Linked DNA regions of Canis lupus: region 2 is linked to region 1. Evidence: chromatin contacts called from public Hi-C data. All regions are on one chromosome and are shown on one strand. The core of a region is the stretch at or near the end of the contact, and the rest is flanking DNA. Distances in the headings are between cores, read along the strand shown. Region 1 holds the start of KLHL8 (kelch-like protein 8). Region 2 overlaps AFF1 (AF4/FMR2 family member 1).

Region 1 (3,650 bases), core at 568-3,067:
TGTGTGTGTACTTTAAAACTGGCCTTGTGGGATCCCTGGGTGGCGCAGCAGTTTGGCGCCTGCCTTTGGCCCAGGGCGCGATCCTGGAGACCCGGGATCGAATCCCACGTCGGGCTCCCGGTGCATGGAGCCTGCTTCTCCCTCTCTCTGTGTGTGACTATCATGAATAAATACATAAAATCTTAAAAAAAAAAAAAAAAAACTGGCCTTGCTCTATTTTTCTAAGGGCACTGACATTCATTAAATTCGCAAAATACAATGCTCTGAAGAGAGATATTTTTAAATATTAAGGATTATCTCAATTTCTGTCATGTTAAAAAAAAGGTGATGTTTTTAAGAAATGGAATTTCAAATTCAAGTGGTCATTTTGGGGTCTTTTACATAAATGCCGCTATTTTTTAAAAAGCTCTTTTTCTAGGAAAATCAATACAAACCTATGTATTAACATCCATAAATGTGTTTACATAAACGCCGCTATTTTTTAAAAAGCTGTTTTTCTAGGAAAATCAATACAAACGTACGTATTAACATTCATAAATGTATGTAGGGTCGAATTTATTCTCAAATAGGCTGTAAAAGCTTGACATTGTTCTAACCGAAGACAAATTAGGGGACTATCCTTTTATTTATTTATTTATTTATTTATTTATTTATTTATTTATTTTTTAATAAATGGATTTTAGCTATCCTTTTTTTTAAATTTTTATTTATGATAGTCACAGAGAGAGAGAGACAGAGAGAGAGAGAGAGATAGAGAGGCAGAGGGAGAAGCAGGCTCCATGCACCGGGAGCCCGACGTGGGATTCGATCCAGGGTCTCCAGGATCACGCCCTGGGCCAAAGGCAGGCGCCAAACTGCTGCGCCACCCAGGGATCCCCGGGACCATCCTTTTAAATGTTTTTCTCTGCGCTTTCTTAATCTCCCACCTCTACGTTCCCTTGACTTCATTGAAAAATTGGTTTATTTCAACACCAGTTTTACTTGCAATGTTTTTTTTTTTTTTTTGGGGGGGGGGGGCGGGAGGGCAGTGTCTGCTTAGGTCAATCAACCGCTGCCTTCGGTTTATAAACCGTGGGTATGGGGATCCCTGGGTGGCGCAGCGGTTTGGCGCCTGCCTTTGGCCCAGGGCGCGATCCTGGAGACCCAGGATCAAATCCCACATCGGGCTCCCGCTGCATGGAGCCTGCTTCTCCCTCTGCCTGTGTCTCTGCCTCATTCTCTCTCTCTCTGTGACTATCACAAATAAATAAAAATTAAAAAAAATAAAATAAACCGTGGGTATGTGCTTACGGACTCAGGCTGCAGGGTACTCCCTCCGCGGAGCACAGAGCAACGAGAGCGGACGCCTCGCCGCTGCCCCAGCATCTAGGAAACAGGGATAAAGCCGCCCAACACTCAGGCGCGGGGGAGCTGATGGATAATACTAAGAAACTAAAGTTTGTGTGGCCACCGAGGTGAAGAGACGGGGAAGTTCAGGGATGCGTGTGCGGCGCCCCACCTAGAGCTGCTTGGAGGCGCCCCCTAGCCCTAGCCCTGGTCTGCGCGCCTGCAGCCGCCCAGCGCTACGGCTCCGGCCGCCCACGAGCCGCGGGGGCGGGGGCGGGGACGCGCGCGGGGGCGGCGAGGACGCGCGCGGGGGCGGGGACCAGGAGCCACACCTCCCAGGGTGCAGTGCGCAGGCCCGGGCGCGCGCTCCGCTCGCTCCGAGCCCGGAGGACGCCGGCGCCGGCGGGGACTCCACGGGGCCGCGCGGGAAGGCGCGCGTCCGTCGGGCGCTCGCGCGGGGCTAGTGAGGCGCCGCTAGGAGCTGCGGGCGGCCGCGGGCGTGCGGGAGCCCGGAGCGCCGCTGCCGCCGCCGCCGCCGCCGTGGCGAGGCCGGGCGTAACCGCGCCGAGGGGCCGAGGTAACCGCGCTCGTCCGCGTCGCTCCTCGCCTCTGACCCCCCGCCCGAAATCGCGCCCCCGGCTCGGGGCAGCTGCAGCCCCGCGAGCGGTCACGAAACTCGGCGGCCGAGAGCGTCTGGGGCCGCTCGGGTTGGCGGGAGGAGCGGGGCCGCATCCCGCGGAGGAGAGCCCCGGCCTCGGGCGCTGTCGGCCGCGTCGGCGGCCTCTGGGCGGTCTCCTCGCGGTCCCTCGCGGAAGACAGGGACGGGCAGGTGCTCCTGGCGGGCTGCAGGGAAGCGGCAGCGGCGGGGCGGGGCGGCCGGGGCGGGGGGGGGGGGGTGTCGCCGGCCCGGGCCCGGGCCTCGGCCGCGGGGGCTCGGCGCCCGTCGGGACTTGCCTCTCGGCGGGGCGGCCGTGCTGGAGCGGCGCGCGCCCAGGTGTCGCTTCCGCGGTGCTCGACCCCCGCGAAGGGCGCCTCCTGCTGTGACACCTGCGACTGCAGCCGGGTTCGGATCGCGTAGCCGACTCCGCTTGCCCCAGAGCCAGCTGTCTGTTCCTTCCCCTCCGTTCTGGGCTTACCTAACCCGCAGGCGATGGTTGTGCAGGGAGGGCGATTCGTCTACACAGTGGGGAGTTTTCTAGCTCGGGGCCAGGTCCTTACCCGGATTGGCACATTCGTAGCGTTTGCGCACCTGGCCGTGAAAAGCGTTGTGTCCCCCCTCCCTTCCCCCCCCCCCCCACCTGGTGGTGGTGAATCAGATGTCTTTTCGTAGAAATGGAGCCTTTCTCAGTAGTCCTTTTCATCTCTTTTAATAGCGTGACTCTTTCTGGCCCTTTATTCTATGCTCGTGGTACCGCTTTGGGATGATGCCCTGGGGGAAAGCTTTTCGGAAGACCTAGGTTGGTACAAGCATTTTATTTGTGAGTTGCACTTTTCCCTGTTTTTGCGTTGTTTTTCTTTTGTGAAAGTCGATCGTTGTCTGACTCTCGCCGTTCTTCGTTCGCGCTCTGCAAGGAGACCTTTATCTCCCTTGAATCCTGGCCGTGGCAGAGGGTGGACTTGGGAAAACGGGATCTCGGCTTGGCGGTAGCTCTTTTCATTGGCTGCTGCTTTTCCTCCTCCTTCCTACTGGCGCCCCTTCTAGTTTGTCTGTCTGCACAGTGATCCACTGCAAACTTGCAGTCCCTTGATATAGTATTGCCTTTTAAAATATCGAATAGTACGAACATAAATAGAAAGAGGAATCTTAAGGTAACTATACTCAAGTATGCACTTAGTTTTATATTGACATTTAACTTTTTTTTAAGCTTATTTATGATAGTCACAGAGAGAGGCAGAGACACAGGCAGAGGGAGAAGCAGGCTCCATGCACCGGGAGCCCGACGTGGGATTCGATCCCGGGTCTCCAGGATCGCGCCCTGGGCCAAAGGCAGGCGCCAAACCGCTGCGCCACCCAGGGATCCCTATATTGACATTTAAAACGAATTCTTTTAGCGCTTAATAAGATTACTGTTAATGGTTTCTTGAGTTATAAACATGTGATAGAACAATCCGACGCGCTCTATTCTGGCAGGAAGCTTAAGTCACAGGGCAATTTTTAGAAAACAATGATTTCCTCATTTGTTAAGAAAATGAGGTGAATTTTGACACACCCACCCCATTCCCTTTTGTAAAATAGAGTTCATATTTAGGGCAGTTTTAAGTTCATAGCAAAATTGGATGAAGGATACAGGTTTCACATATACCCTCTGCCTCCCTGTGCCCCC
Region 2 (3,650 bases), core at 615-3,114, 230 kb after region 1:
CCACAGACACCGCACCCCCCCCACCCTTGGCAGTTAAGTTTCATTAGAGGTTAGCCAAAAAAGATGCAACTTTTGCTTCTCATCCATCCAAGTTTTCCTACTATGTGGTTTCAAGTTAAGAACCCCCTTCCCCCCCCCCTTTTTTTTTTAGAACAACCAAGAACATGGGGCAGGAGATAAACCACTGAGTTCAGAGGATTAAATATATAAAGCAGACAGCACACAAGAGGCAGAACTATTTCTACATGAAATAGTTCTCTTCCTAGAAAATCCTCTTAGGAAAAAAATCTTGAATTTTATATAGCCCACACTTCAGTATTTGAGCATCTATTTCTTTCAGGGGTACACCTGGGTTTTCAGACCTGAAACGTTCTTAGCCTTCTAAGACACCCCCAAATCCCTAAACTACATCAACTATCAACCCCAAGGGCCCTCCTACTTTAAATATTTGACACCAAACTGCTTTTTTAGTGAAAGTTAAGAAAGAACTCTTAAATGTAACTCTAAGTTGCCCTCAGCACCAACCTGCTGCCACAACTAAAATGAACTCACACTCAACAGTCTGGGTCGTGTAAGGATCACTGATGCCTTGTCATCGGTCCTTAACCCTCGTTACAAGAAAAGGAACCGACCGTGGAAAGTCAGGGCCCGAGGTCCTTACAACAGCGTTCCTCTGACAGCAACTGCACTTCATTACCCCCCCCCCCCCCCCCCGGTACATTCCCGGTCTTTGCCTACTCAGCAGATTCTCGCACGCTGCGCCGTTTTAGGTGGAATCCTACATGTTAGCCGTTAAAATTCTCGATCACTCACCAGCCGAAATTCTCAACCACCTTCTCCAAGGCGAGCTGCTTTTACATCAACTGCTTTCTAAAATTCCGATCAAAACAGTAGCCGCCAACCACCCCCCACCCCCACCCCCCACCCCCATCCCCCAGACAACTCAGGAGAACCCACGGGAGGTGCACAAAGAAACAAAATGCAAATTCCGGGCAAAGGCAGACAAGTCAAAAACAACTCAATTTCCACGAAAACAACCAATTATTCTGGAAGACGGGAGACATTTAACTTCGAACTCCCCGTCTCTCCTCCACGCTGCAGGAATTGTCCAGTGTGCTCTCTCCCAACTGGTTTTTTTTTTTTTCTTTTTTTTTTTTAATCTGACGGTAAGTACCGAACCGCGGCACCCGCAACGATGAGGGCAATGACAAAGCTGCTTCCTGCCGGTCTCCCTCGCGGCACCCAACCTCCCCCCCCGCCCCCCTGCCCGCAACCTTCAACTCCCCCAGCCACCAGCTTAAGAAGTTCCCGTCGGCGCCGGCTCACCTGGACTGGGCTGCCATCGTTCAGTCCGCAGAGCTCAGGGACCTGCGTCCATCGGAGCCCCCGACCCGCGGCCCTGCGGCCAGCGCCGCGCTCACCATCGGCCGGCGCCGGGCGGGGGCCGCCTCCGCAGCACGACTCGCCGCGCTCCGGGACTACCTGCTCGGGCAGCCTCGGGCTCCGGCCGGCCGGGCTCGCACCAGCCCGGGGGACATCCGGGCACTGGGGCCTCTGCGGGCCCGCTGCACTTCGGACCGGCTCGGGGAACGGCGCGTCCGGACTCGGAGCAAGCCAGAGCCCCCCGCGCGGCCCCGCAGGAGCCCGGAAACCCAAGCCGCCCGCGCCCCCGGCCCCGCGGCGCTCGGCAACCCCTGAGCCGCACGGGGACCCGCGCCGCGGCTCGCGGAGACCCGAGACGGTCTCCTGGCTCGCTGGAAGTTGTCCGAGTTCGTCGGAGTACCCCCTGCCAGGAAAGTTCTGGTGGTACGGTCCGCCTCCTTAAATGGGCACGGCGCTCCGCGGGCCCGAGCCGGAGGCTGCGCCGGGCGGGGGCACCTCGCCGAGCGCCGACGCAGCCCCGTCCGCCCGCCCGTCCGCCCGCCCGTCCGTCCGCCCGTCCGCCCGTCCGTCCGCCCAGCCCCGCCCGCAGGCCCCCGGCGAGCGCGCTCCTGCCAGGTTTTAACAATGTACAAACACCCCGCGGGAACACCCAGTCCCCGGGCGCTCGGAACTCAGCCCCGATCGGAATCTGGGTGGAATAACCGGGCCCTAGAGGCTGCCGCGAGCAAGGAGCGGAAACCACAGCAGCACGCCGCGGCCGCTCCTTTGGGCCGTTCCGATGCGTGCGGCCAGGAAACGTGCGGCCAACGCGCTCTTTCTCGTTTTACTCCGTTCACTTTCAGTTTTGATTTCATGACATTGGAAAAAACAAAAACAAAAACAAACAAACAAAAAAAAAAACGTTTACAAAACGCCCTTCCCTTTTTTGGACGACATACTGATGACAGAGTAAACAGTAACTCATTTTGGGGGCCGGCACTTTAAAACCCAAATCATCGAGGATGCAAACCAGCAACACGGTATACAAACACTGTGCGAGAAGTACAGATGAAAACGGGTCCTACACTAAGAGGACAGAGGACCGGGGAAGGAAGGAAAACCTTAGGTGGGCAGAGATGGAGGGAGGCTGCGCTCCAGTAGCTCCGGGGGGGGGGGGGGGGGGGGGGGGGGGTAGACAGCAGCACACTGTGGGAACTGAAAAACTCTTAAATGAATGCCTGCCCAGTAGACTCATCAATTCTACCTTGAATCGTTACAGCGCTGTCCACCTCACAAAGGCATCCTCCAGACTTATTACTAGCGAGCCATGGAATACAGACATGTGTGACTTCTGGCATGAAAAACAGTGCTGGGAGGAAGGCCCCAATGCATCTCTATGCGCGGTTCTCCAAGTGTGATCAGTAGACTGCAGGAGGCCCCAAGAACTTCTCCGAGGTCAAAACTATTTTTAGGTTGACACAAAGACATTATCTGTCATTTTCAACTGTGCTGACATTTGCACTTCTGGGTGCAAAAGCAATCGTGGGGTGACTGCCTTAGCACTGACGGAGGCAGTGGCAGCAAACGGGAGGGACTAAGCAGTACTGACTTCTGCACCACCACACAGAGCAGTTAAAACAAGTGTCCTTTCCCGATGTCCTTAATGAAGCAAGCAGCAGGAATTACTTTTGTTAAATCTCAACAAGGCCTCGAGTAGAGGTCTTTTGGATGTTCTTTGTGACAAAATGTGCACATGAGCACCCTGCTCCTGCAAAGTACAATAGTCTAGAAGAAAAGCACTTGTGTAATCGAGTTGTGAGCTAAACCAGCTGTTTTTTTCATAGACTGCCATTTTTACACGAAAGCACAATTGAGGAACTGTGATCATTCCAACTTGGGTTTTTGGCAGGCATTTTCTCAAAAATGCACAAAGTGAGTCTGTTTCCTCAGGGAAAACAACTGACAGTTACCTATTGCCAATGATAAAATTTGAGCTTTCAAGCATTTTGGGAAACTTTTACATCTGCCACTGTGAGCTTAATAGCTTCCCGAATCATGAAAAGACTTTTCCAATGAGAATGGAGGAAGACCCATTCATCGCCCAGAATGATTCCATTTTGCCTTCAGATCTGTTCCTCTTAACTACCATTTTTCTCCCTCCAGCTTTATCTGGCAAGAGACCCAGAGGGTAAACCATCCAGGACTGGGAACCAAAACTATCCCCTCAAGCAATAAGGACTGCCCGGACTCCAAGCCCGTGTGGTTGACCCCAAGACAATGATCAACCT

Evidence for each region. Hi-C and Micro-C count contacts between places; a contact is called where the count stands out from the background.
Region 2: a contact with region 1 is called in a Hi-C map of blood, with 2.3 times the contacts expected there. The contact joins the enhancer-like site here to the promoter of KLHL8 in region 1. A contact is called at or near these places in 2 of 9 Hi-C or Micro-C datasets (both in blood).

What each region holds. Positions count from the first base shown.
Region 1 is chr32:29,262,352-29,266,001 of UU_Cfam_GSD_1.0, forward strand. KLHL8 (kelch-like protein 8) reads left to right here and starts at 1,818. Exons shown (of 11, transcript XM_038582191.1): 1 at 1,818-1,903.
Region 2 is chr32:29,488,972-29,492,621 of UU_Cfam_GSD_1.0, forward strand. The region is part of intron 2 of AFF1 (AF4/FMR2 family member 1); the gene reads right to left. Among named protein-coding and RNA genes, the nearest start is that of AFF1, 73 kb to the right of the region's middle. Within about 2 kb of position 1,865, at least 20 of the 20 cell types and tissues checked have an H3K27ac peak or open chromatin away from gene starts, as enhancers often do. A contact at or near this core is called in blood, where this site is marked.